3 separate regions of the Mus musculus genome follow, and all the other regions are linked to region 3. The links are chromatin contacts, called in public HiChIP or PLAC-seq maps. All regions are on one chromosome and are shown on one strand. Each heading gives the region's core, a stretch centred on a gene start, on an enhancer-like site or on the middle of the called end of the contact. The rest is flanking DNA. Distances are from core to core; before and after follow the strand shown. Region 1 has its middle 7.5 kb from the start of 4930542M03Rik. Region 2 has its middle 4.1 kb from the start of Gm46607. Region 3 holds the start of Gtpbp2 (GTP binding protein 2).

What was found. HiChIP or PLAC-seq counts read pairs in DNA pulled down with a chosen protein or histone mark.
Region 1: a contact with region 3 is called in an H3K4me3 HiChIP or PLAC-seq map of stem cell-derived neural progenitor cells, with 2.4 times the contacts expected there. The contact joins the enhancer-like site here to the promoter of Gtpbp2 in region 3. A contact is called at or near these places in 4 of 39 promoter capture datasets (the 3T3-L1 cell line, 3T3-L1-derived adipocytes, cranial neural crest and 1 more) and 5 of 115 datasets of contacts at active chromatin or transcription factors (embryonic stem cells, pancreatic cancer cells and stem cell-derived neural progenitor cells).
Region 2: a FOXA1 HiChIP or PLAC-seq map of pancreatic cancer cells shows a contact between it and region 3. The contact joins the enhancer-like site here to the promoter of Gtpbp2 in region 3. A contact is called at or near these places in 4 of 39 promoter capture datasets (the HPC-7 cell line, cranial neural crest and liver), 15 of 115 datasets of contacts at active chromatin or transcription factors (the NIH/3T3 cell line, acute myeloid leukemia, bone marrow-derived macrophages and 12 more) and 2 of 9 other capture datasets (adipose tissue and embryonic stem cells).

The regions. Positions count from the first base shown.
Region 1 is chr17:45,872,007-45,875,962 of GRCm38.p6, forward strand. No RefSeq gene overlaps it. Among named protein-coding and RNA genes, the nearest start is that of 4930542M03Rik, 7.5 kb to the right of the region's middle. Within about 2 kb of position 1,720, at least 150 of the 459 cell types and tissues checked have an H3K27ac peak or open chromatin away from gene starts, as enhancers often do. A contact at or near this core is called in liver, pancreatic cancer cells and stem cell-derived neural progenitor cells, where this site is marked.
Region 2 is chr17:45,782,778-45,786,509 of GRCm38.p6, forward strand. No RefSeq gene overlaps it. Among named protein-coding and RNA genes, the nearest start is that of Gm46607, 4.1 kb to the right of the region's middle. Within about 2 kb of position 2,329, at least 20 of the 459 cell types and tissues checked have an H3K27ac peak or open chromatin away from gene starts, as enhancers often do. A contact at or near this core is called in pancreatic cancer cells, where this site is marked.
Region 3 is chr17:46,159,772-46,163,708 of GRCm38.p6, forward strand. Gtpbp2 (GTP binding protein 2) reads left to right here and starts at 1,261. Exons shown (of 12, transcript NM_019581.3): 1 at 1,261-1,555; 2 at 3,712-3,738. The coding sequence starts at 1,370.

The DNA.
Region 1 (3,956 bases), core at 470-2,969, 290 kb before region 3:
GGGTCTTTCTACCTACCGCGTTTAAGCAGGAGAGAGCGTGGTCAACATTTAGCAAGGTGTCTGATAAGGAGATAGGAGGCCTCTGTAGTCAGGCAGAGGACAGACAGGGCTGGGGGCCAAGAGAGGGTAGTGCCAACTGAAATGGCAACACACTCCCTGACCCTTACTAGGTGTCCTGTTTCCTTAGTTTGTTGAGGAGACGGGGTCCACAGAGTTAGAGACCCCGGAGTGACTGAGGGTGTTTGGTGGCTCAGAGGCAGCTGCCTTCTCTCTCCTGCACTCAGAACGCCACTCTGCATAGCCAAACGGTGTTCAAAGAAAGTTTGCTACTGGGCAATTGCTTCAGCTCTGTGGTTTTCCGTTCAAGAGAGAGCCGAGTTCATTGAACTTTAGGGCAGCTGTTCCCTGGTCTTCTCTCCACAGCAATAATACAGTTAATGGGATTATTTCCTGCACACAAGATCAGGGCTGCTAAGAAAACACGGCGAGGGCTGTTTGCAGAGGCCAGGCTGAAAGGCAAGCTCACGGCAGGAGGAAGAACGGGGCGGGATTCCACACGGGCTCAGGTGGAGCGATGCCATCCACCTCCGTTTGCCTTGCCTTCCATATGCCTTGCCCTCTGCCTCACTAGTCTGTGATTCACAGATTTCTCAGGGCTACCGGCCCAGTTCCCTGACCTCTCAGGTGCCAGGTTAGCCAGCGGCCGCCCGGGTGCAGAGGGATGTCCAAGAGCTCGTGGGACACATGTCCTTGTAAATGGGGTCAGAGATTCAGCAAGGGGCTATAGATGAGTGGGTAGCTTGTCTTGGGGTCACACGGCCAGTTGCGATAAGACCTGGCTCGGAGAATGGGGCATGGGAAATAGGAAATTACTGGCCGTGGTTATTTAGCTAGCTAGTAGTCTGAAGTGGGGAAACTGAGGTTTGAAGAAATGAAAGGGTTTGCCTAAGCACCAACAGTCCAGAGGTGGTAAAAATTTAAGATGGGCCCCAGGAGAGGTCTCATCTCTCATTAAATCTGAGGTCCCCCCACCAACCACCATCCCCCATCTCTTCTTAGAAGCTACCGTGGATCACCCCCTGTTTGCTGAGTCTCAATACCTGCCCCCCTCCCGCCCCCGACTGGTGGCTCCTGCCTCTCTGCTGGGGATGTGTGTGTGTGTGTGTGTGTGTGTGTGTGTGTGTGTGTAATTTAGATCTTATCACTCCAGCTCCCAGAGACAGATTTTCACCTGGTCCATCCCAAATCCCCACCGTGTGCACAGGTGCATAGGTGGGTGGGGCCAGAGGACATTCCAGGAGCCAGGAGACAATGGCGGGGGTTAACAGGGCCATCCTCTTTCACACCTTTGATTCCTCCAGCTAGTAAATCATTCTCCCAGCCCACACAAAGCCGTCTTTGAGAGTAGGTCTAGTCCCTGCACCCCATCCCACCCCAGAGTCCTGTGCCGCGGGTAGGCAGAGGCTACTCAGGTCGCAGAGTGTCCGGGAGTGTGACAGGTCCTGAGTTCTCTGCCCCCACCGGCATGGGGATCAGGTTACCCCATTTAATCCCTGCCCCTCCATCCACCCTCTTTCTGCCCATTGTAATTTATAATGGAGGCATGATGATGCAACCTGCTAATTACATTGCTGGATTTCCAACACATCCCTGTTTCTCTGACTCAGGCGGCGGGGCAGGAGGAGCAGCCGGCTCTGCTTTGTGGCTTATCAGGACCGGGTTATTCAGCTCACACCCGACCCGCCTCCCCCAGCCTCCTGTCTTTGTTAGCCAGAGCTTGCATCACCTCCCGCTTTCCATTTCTCCGGAATTTTTTTTTTTAACGGCTCTTTTTTTATGAGCCGCTCCATCTTGTTAGCTAATGAATGACTGTGGGCCAGCCGTGAGCATTGCTTTGTGCCTCTATTAAATGTTACACGATCGCAATTATAAGCTAACAAGGGACAGCTAATGATAATAATAATAAAGAAAAAAGATAATCTATTTTGTGGCCTGGGGGTAGACATGCGACTCACTGCCTGGTTCCCCGGGCTGAATAATTCAGAGCCTTGGGGGAACCACAGGCTGGACAGGCCATCAAAGCCTGGGGGAAGGAGGGGAGGATGGCCGCTCCGGGCCTGTTAAGAGCATGGCAGGCAGGAGAGCAATGGTGTTACCTCTAAACTTCTGGAGCACCCTCCCCCCCAACCCCCATGAAGGAATCCAGGTTCCTACAGGCAGGTGTCTGGTTTGTTGTGGTTGTCCCTCTGAGTCTGTCATTGCCCTAAGCCCCTCTCCACAGTGAGGCAGAGCGGGCTTGTACCGGCACATGGGGGAGGGGCGTCACACCACTGTTGTCCTTTCTGTGGTGGCTCAGATCTCTCTTTACCACCCATACCCCACGCAGCAGGATGTGAGGGCAAGGAGAAGGAACTCCATGGGATGGCAAGATGGCGTCGGCTCCTGAAGCCCCGAGGACTTGAGCTGGATCCCCAACTCCCATAGCAGAAGGACAAAACTGACATCTGAGGGTTGTCCCCTAACTTCCACCATTTAAAAATGAAACTCTTGGGTTCTGATGTAGGCAAGTTATACGCTCCTTGGGCCTAGGTTTCCCCTTCTCATACTGGCGTCCCACGTGCACTGCGGTTGCCTTCCCCGCTCCACAGCGCCAAGGCTGTGCCACTCATGGTTGGCATTGCTTTCAGTAGGTGCTCAATCCATGTTCCATGAGTAAGTGGCTGAGACTAGGCTGGGGAGGTAGCTCGATGGGTAGACTCCCCAGCACATACAAAGGCCAGCCTTAGCCATCAGCACCACATAAGCCTCTGCTAACCCCAGCACTAGGGAGCTGGGAACAGGAGGACCCTAGGTTCTCAGTCACCCTCAGTGACCTAGTGGCTGTTAGTCTGAGCCACCTGAGACACTGTATTTAAAAAGAGTAGCTGGAATTAAATTTTCTCCAGGTGACCTGGGATATTGGGCTTATTTCTAGGTGCCTCCCATATGATACTTGATATATTTATCCATCTTCTGTTGCTATCACAAAATACCTAAGACTGGGTACAAAGGTATTTCATATAGAAAAGAAGTTTATTATAGAAGCTTGCAGCTCTAGAGACTCAGATTGGCTTTTGTTAGGAGCTCATTGGAGATGGTATCCCATTGATATGCAGTGATGTGTGTAGAAGAGATTATACAGAAGTCGAGAGACCCGGGGACCAGGCTAGCTCTTTTCAACAGCCTCTTCTTGGTGTGAACTTACTTGCTCCTTGAGACCAGCATCAATCCCTTCTGGCACTAGTGACTACCTTCAAACTATAGCACCAGACATCTTCCCATTAATGTTGCCGGGGAGGCCTTTTTAAACTCCGTTTTAAAGCAGAGGTTTAAACTGGGGTTCCAAGAGCTTAGAGCTAAAGCCTGTTAGTGTTGGAGCTGGACCAAGATGTCTACCCATGGGCTCTCGACCAACAGCTGAAGCAGGTTGAGAGCTTTGCCCAGGCTTCTCGTGCCCTGGCTGCAGTAGGCAGGCGACCGCAGGCTGGGCGACAGAAGGAACAACCACTGGAAGGCACCACTGAAGAGCACCTTCAAACGTTGTGGTGGGGCTGTGGGCACCTGGAAACCACAGCTACCCACATCTGGGTGGTCTGAACCAGCCCTGAGTAGGATGCTGGGTTAGCAGGCAGGCTGAGGGGGCATGCTGGAGTATGCAGGAAGCCAGGGCTGGGGGAAGGTCTGTACCAATCTCACCCCTAAAAAGACTCAGCCAGCAGCAGAACTGTGTAATTTATAGGGACCCTGTTTGTTTGTTTGTTTATTTGTTTGTTTTAAATCCAAACCAAGCAACTATTAAGAATTTTAAAGCAGCTGGACCTTAAGTCAAATATGGGCCTTTCAGACCTCGTCTAAGAAGCCAGTCCTGGCCAGTGGGTCATTTGCCCTCCTCTTATCTCAGGAGTCTATGGCAGATG
Region 2 (3,732 bases), core at 1,079-3,578, 380 kb before region 3:
AGACAGGAGGTTCTCTGTGAATCTGAGGCCAGCCTGGTCTACAGAGTGAGTTCCTGGACAGCCAGCGCTACACAGAAACCATCTCCAAGAAAAAAAAGGTTTCTTAAGTCCATGGTCACTTTGGGCCTACAGCAGCTCAGTGCACAGTGGGGAAATCTGAGGTGGAGGACGCCTGTTTACCTCGAGTGGGATGCAAAGTAAGGGTCACCGACCTAAGTGACTCTACCAGGGTGGGGAAGGCTGCAGTGCCAAGGAGCAGAGACACGTCTCACAGGAGTAAACTGAGATTCTGGCACTTGCGTCCTGACAAGCCGTCTGTCCTTCACTTTGGGCTCTCTTGAGCCCCTGTGTCTAGGATGAGGCACAGTAGGAACCATTGGCTTATGCCATGCTGTGGGGAAGGACCCGGGTGAGGCAGATGTCCCACACTGGGTCGGGGATGGGAGAACACAGAGCTCTAGAGCTCTGAGGCTGAGGCAGGACAACCTGCCGACCTCACCTACTCCTCCATACAGGTGCTTGCGAGTAGCGGAGCCCTCACCAGCCTCTTCCTCCAGGTTCCTCGGAGGCATTCTTTTCCCAAAGTCAGGTGACCCCATCCTACCTTTCCAGTTTCCTAAAGCGTTTATGGAATCCCCTGGGCAGGTACAGATGCCATCACTACCCTCAGGGAGCCATTTCTGTGCCCAGGACTTTTGGGGGTGGTGAAAAGGTTGGGTGATTTTCCAGTGCAGAGTCTTGCAGAGTTGGAGGAGCTGTAGGCACCTGTGTGGGTGATGGGATGGGGCCAGGTGGCTAAGGAAAGAACCTTCACTTGTCAGGACCATGAAAGAAGCAAGCCCTCCCAGGCCCTCCGTTCACATGGTCTTTTAAGAGAAGGGGAGGTGACCCTATGGCTTCGTTTCTATCACTGGTAGGAGACAGACATCTTCCTTTTCTTCTCTCGAGCAAAGATTAAGAACATACAAATGGGGAGGGGAGCGGGGAACTAGAACTTTAGCTCAGTGAGTAAAGTGCTTGTCTGTGCAAGCAAAAGGACCCGGGTTCGGATCTCAGGCACACACGTAAAACTCAGGCACCGTGGCACACATCTGTAATTTCAGTGCTAGAAGGCAGGTGGAGACCTGAGGATCCCAGGTGGGTGGGGCTGGGAGAAGCTCACTGGCCAGCCAGTCTGGTCGGAAACATTGAGCTCCAGGTTCAGTGAGAGAACCTGTCTCAAAAACTAAGGTGAAGATCGACTGAAGAAGACGTCAGATGCTGAACTCTGGCCTACATATGTGTATGTATGGGTGAATGTACCCACATGTACATGCATGCACAACACACACACACACATACACACACACTCGAACATAGATATAAGCACAGTGCTGGGACTCTAGGCAGAATGAGGAAGAGCATGGTTGACTGTGTCTAGCCAGAAAGGCCAGAGGAGACTAGACGGCTACCATGCCGGGAGCATTGAGGAGTTCTTATGAGCTTCTGGTATGTTTCAGAAGGGACACCTGGACTGGCTCTGTTTTCCAGACACAGGAACCTGGGAATACAGAGAGGAGGTGGTCACATGAGGAGGTTCTCTGTTACTAAACGAGGCTCAAGGCAGAAGAGCCAGGATGGCCTCGCTTGAAGGAGTCGGGTGCGATAGTCAGTGGGGGACCTTGGAATGAAAGGCAAGATAGATGCTGAAGGTTGGTCTTGGACAGGGAGCAAAGGCAGGCAGGATGCTAGGTAGCGTGAGGCGCCTGGGGCAGTTGAGTTGCTTCCACCAGCCAAAACCCAAGAGGGCTTTCCCTGGAACTCTCTTGCAAAATCATGGCGGCATCTCTACTGATGTGGCTTCCTGTGGAAAGTAGGTGCTGTTGGTGGGTCCTGGCATGAGCCTCACTCATTTCCAGTCTCCTCAATTTCTGTACCAGGCCCAAGCCTCCAGGGGGAAGCTTCTAGAAAACACATCCCAGATGTGCTGAGGGAGACGGAGCCAAGAGAGCAGGATGACTACTCTTTTGAGAAAGGATGCCATTTCCCCTTTGGATCAACAACTTGGTGTTGCTTAGAGAAAACGACACCTCCCATCCTAGATCTGGGGATCCCTGGGCTTGGAGAATCCTTTTCTAAACCTTGCTAGAAGCAGGTTTGCAGAAGGCGGCGATCTGGCAAAGGGGAAGCCAGAGGGAACAGTCTCTGCTTTTAAGGACTCGTGAGGTTCTCCTGATTTCAAGATCTATAGACTTAATCATGTCTGTGAAGTCCCCTTGGCCTGGTGACACAACAGTCATAAGTTCCGGGCATTAGGGGGTGTGGCTCACCACAGTGTTTATTCTATCAGCCGTATCTTTGGCATGTTATCTTTGTAAAGCCATACTTATGAACGTATGCAGTACTGTCTGCTGGCAGCTCAGGATATTTCCCTCCCTTTTCTGCCCAGGAGGGGCCAGAAGCCAGAGAACGAGAGTCCTCAGAATCCCCTGGGTGCCAAAGAGCGACACCGCCACAGGCTTCGGTGAATGGAAAAGAAGCTCCAGTGTTGCTCACCGTCTGAGGGCAGATGCGTGGGCTTTGGCAGATACAGGATTTAGGCTTTTGCGTTGCTTTGATCCTGGAGGCTCAGGTGTCTTGTGGTTTCAGCCACTTCCTGACTTCCTAAGACCTAACAGGAAAGCTGAGCCATCCCTTCCCAGCGTTGTAAATATAGAATCCCCTGTGTTTAAGCAGAGCAGAGCACCTGAAGTGGTCTCCATGTTCTTGACTAACGCAGTGCCTTGTTGATGATCACGATTTATGACCTGCTGGCTTGTACTTAATAAGATGCACCAACAAATCTGTCCGAGGGTCATGGAGTATTCAAATTTTGGTGATTACCTGATTGCAGAAGTGTTTCCTGGTTTTGGTATTATGTCCACATAGTCAAGAACCGCTCTCCCTGCACACCCACACAACCCCCTCCCTGCTTGGCAGTGAAACTGAATGCACTGTCAGACATATTTACTCAGAACACATTCTTGAAATGCAATGTTTTAGTTGAAAGACATTCACTTTTTGAAAGCATTCGTGCCTGTTTCCAGAGAAGTCTTCTGTGTTGTCTTATTTTGGCCTATAGGACATGATTCTCCACGCTTTCTTCCCCAGCTCAGTTCCTTCCTTCCTTCCTTCCTTCCTTCCTTCCTTCCTTCCTTCCTTCCTTCCCTCCTCCTCCTCCTCCTCCTCCTCCTCCTCCTTCTCCTCCTCCTCCGACCCAGGCACTGAACTCAGTCTTGTCCATGTCTGTCAAGTGCTTTGCACCTGAGCCACATTCCTAGTCTAACCTGGGCTTCCTTCTCTTTTTCTACAGCACAGTGCAGATGGTGAGTGAATCTGACTGCTTCTGCCTTCAGAATGCATCCACAGCCCTCGAGGGTCACCATCGCCATGTGATCAGGCCTGCATCCCATCTCAGCTGGATCTGACAGTGGCTCGGAACCATCCCCGCCTTGCTCAGCTTCCCCTCATCCTCAGTAGCCAGAGATTTTGCTCAACTGTACTCCAGACCATGCCATGCTTAGCTCAGATAGAGACCCTCATCTCCTCCAGGAAAAAAAAAGCCAGCACATGGCTGTTCATGAAACCCTACCTAACCAACCCCTATTGCTCCTCTGACCTCCCCATCCTACTCCTTGGTTCGTTGTCCAGCTTGCCCCTTGAACCTTCTTGTTTCTTGGGTGTTCCAGGTGAGAGACCGTGATGAACACCTGT
Region 3 (3,937 bases), core at 11-2,510:
TGGTGTGGAAACTATCCAATGTGGACAGCGACTGCATGCTCAATAGACTCGTCTCCTTCGATGTGGAACTGTGCAGAAGTTATGGACTCAACCAGGTCTGAACTCCTTCAGAGTACACCAGAGGTAAGTGCTCCTACCGTACCGTGGAGAACTTTCAAACTCTGTTCTATTTCTTGGCTATGTGTGAACACCTGGTTGTTTGTGAAGAGAGGGGAATGGACGTACTGTGAGTCATGAGATAGCCACGGCGCTGGAATTTGAACCCTGGCGTCCTGACTCTGTGCCCAGCAATTCTGCTTCTCCATTCTGAGCCTTTGGTGCCCCGTATACTGGTTTATGTCGCTCTGAGAGTTCTGAAGGACAGGAGAGACAGCTTGGCTAGAAAGACAAATCAGCAATCCCCTGGCGTCCTAGGACAAGTTCTATTCCTGGCTACTTTCCCCGCCCCCTGGTGGTTGACGTAACTGGAACCCCAGCTCCGCCCCAAGTAGGGGCCAGGCCCCTCCTCCGGACAAGTTTTAAACCAAATTCTGTTTTCCGGGATTGGCTAAACTTCAAAACAAAGGGGAGGAGAGATACTTGCAGTAGGCACCCTCCAAACCTTAGGCAGCTGGCTGCTTTATGGGTCCTGGACACGTGTCTGGCCACTGCGGTGCCTGGGGCTGCTAAAACCAACCCCCGGATTGTGCCACCCAAGTAATAAAACAGTGACTATATTGCAAGGGTGGCATAATCATCGTCACAATAACAGCTCTAATTATGCTATAACTACCATCTGCCTCCGCCCTAGCTTTTGCCCTGACTCACTCGACAGCACTCCAGCCGTCAGGAAAGAAACTGAGGCAGAGGTGGAGCCAGCAGGCTGTCAGATCCAACCTCCCCGATTTTTAACTTGTTGTCTGGGGTCAGCGCCGAAAGGTCAAACCCAGTTCAATTCTGATATAAGCCCTTCACCTCCGGTTACTGTCCCTAATCTCAGGCCACAAAGCCTTCCTACTGCCCCTAGAAGAGAAGCCGCTGGCAGTACGGGAAACTGGGTGCCGACTACAACTCCCCTTAGTCTTTGCGCTCAAGGCGCGCTTGCTGCCCTCGCCCCCGAAGCCACCTGTGACTCTCGCATAGCGATGCCTCTTGGGAATTGTAGTTCGAACTCGCATTCTTTAGCACTAAATCTCATAGCTGCGGACTCAGTATCCCTTGATGCCCTGCGGCTTTTTCTGACGCGACTAGGAGGACAGGGAAGGCAGGGGCGTGGCCTACAGTGGGCCACACCCCGCTCTCCTCCGGCTGGCCCGACTCGGCGGTGGCAGTAGGGGCGGCGGCAGTGGCGGGGGGGAGGGGTCGGGCGGGGGGCTGGTGGCAGCGGCGGATGGACTCGCGGGTATCGGAGCTGTTCGGCGGCTGCTGCCGGCCCGGAGGAGGCCCGGCCATGGGTGGAAACCTCAAAGCTCGGGGGGCCGGCGGTAGCAGCAGTTGCGGGGGCCCAAAGGGGAAGAAGAAGAACGGAAGGAACAGAGGAGGTAAAGCCAACAACCCTCCGTACCTGCCCCCAGAGGTGAGCACCTGAAAAGTGGCGGAGCCATGGGGAACTACTCTTCCGGTCCCCGAGACTCCAAGGAGGCGGGAGAGAGAAAATCAATCCCCCTTTCCGGTGTCAAGACCCAAGGGAGGAAGGACCGGGGAAGAGAACCCCTCCTCCTGTTCCAAGACCCCTACAAAGCGGGATCGTCAAGACTGGACGATCCTTTTCAGTGTCAGGACCTCGGGAAGGGACTGCCCCTTTCACCTCCATAACCTTTGGATTAGTGGGAACCGGGGATCCTTTCCTCTTGAGAAGAGCAGAGGATGTCTGAACCCCTACTTACTCTGGGAGTGGGGAAGGAACACTGTACTGGGAAAAGAGGGCAGGCAGAGTAACCAACGTTTTTCTAAACTTAATCCACAGGGAGAAGGGGAGTAGCCGGGACAAGAGCAATGTGTTCCTTCCCTATTCTTCAGTACCCACACACATTAAACCAGAGAACAGTTAGACGTAGCCCTCTGCCCTTTCCTTGTCCTGTGGGGCTGTGGACACAGAGAAGAGTCCGCACGAACCCGCTCTGGGAGTCCTCAAGGCAGAGAAGACTACTTTCCTTCCTCTTAAAATAGGAGAACCCAGTCGGGAGCTAGTGGGCTCGCCTTTAAGTCCCATCACTCTGGAGAGATGGCTCAGCGATTAAGAGCACTGTCTGTTCTTCCAAAGGACCCCCAGTTCAGTTCCCAGCACCCACATAGCTGCTCACAACGGTCTGCAACTCCAGTTCCAGGAAGTCTGATGCCCTCACACACATACATGCAGACAGAACACCAATGCACGTAAAATAAAAATAATGTAAAAAAAAAAAAAATCCCATCACTTGGGAGTCAGAGGCAGGGGGATCTCTGAGTTCAAGGCCAGCCTGGTCTACAGAGCAAGTTACAGGATAGCCATGGCTCCACAAAGAAACCTTGTTTTGAAAAACAAAGATGGGAGAACCCAAGGTGGGAAGAGCTTCAATGGGTGATTATGACTTTTAAGTGTGCACCAGAGTGATTCAGGTTGCTGTTCCTGCTCATAGAATTCTGATTCAGTGGGTGAGAGACGGGCCTGATTGTTTGGCATTTCTTACAAGCTAATGTTGTGGTCTTAGCACCACAATGGTCTTTGAGAACCATTGGCCAAGATTATCTTTCTACCATCTTTATAGTCAGCTATCCTAATTATTCACCTTCAGCAGAAGAGTAGAAAGGTTTCTTTGTTGATGGGAAAAGAGCTCCTACGCATTCCATGGTGTGGTTGACAGTATGGATAAAGACACCTCTAAGGACTTTAAAGACAGCATGATGACCAAGAGGGAAAGAGAAAAATAAAATGGCCAGAGAGGAGGAGCGCAGAAATGCAGGCAGACCAGGCAGACGGTATATAAGTCAAGCTCATACATAACCTTTTGTCCAGGGGGTGGAGGGTGGAGGGTGGCGCGGGGCAGGTGTGTGTGGCACACAGCCCAAAAGGTGGCTGTTGCTCGAAGAGGTTATGTGATGGTTTCCTGGTTTCACCTCACTGAGGCATGAAAAGGGCATAAAAAGCCACAGTGAGTTCACTTTATGGAGTCTGCCCCTAAGCTTTCCTGGTTTGTTTGGGTAAGTCCCAACTTCGGACTTCTGTTCCTCTCTTACCTGGGCCTCTTATCTCGGGGGCGTTTGTAGTGACCAGTGCTGAGTTCATACTTTGGCTCCGTTCCAGAGCCTGTAGCCTCTTACACTTGATGGCATCAGCTGAGAGGGAGGGGCCAGAAGGAAGTAGTGTCTACCAGATGGATGTCAAAAAGAAAGGCTTCAATATCCTGAACACAGAAAAAGAAACCAAAACCAAATACCCGAGCCCGCGCAGCAGTTGGAGGCTGTGGCGGGTGGGGGCAGAGAGGTGAGCTTGTGTCTAGGAAGATCAGTGCTGAAGACTTGGTGCTCTGATCTTAGATAAACGGGTGGTTTGCTGTGTCCTTACAGGCCTTTCCTCAGAGGCCACATGGAAGCTTAGCATCTGTCTTCCACTGCTTCTTGGCGGATGCCAGCACTGGCAGGTGCCAGTTGGGCTTTCTTCCTGCTTTCTGTGCCTGAGGTCATTGGGAATTGAGGGGAAGTAGGGATGGGGGTCTGGACAGGATATGGTAACTGCTTCCTGTTTCTTTTCAGGCTGAAGATGGAAACATCGAATATAAAGTGAGTCTTGCGTTGGGGAGGAGAAGGGAATGGATGGAGTTGCCCTTGTCAGTGGGAGGTGATCTCTCTGATAGCTCTCCAACTTGATGATGTGGCTTCATGCTGCATGGTATCATGGCGAGCTCTCTGAGGTCACTGTGTAAGGAAAGAATCACTGCTAGAGTGGTCAGGGCGAAGGATTTGTTTGTTTGATATATTT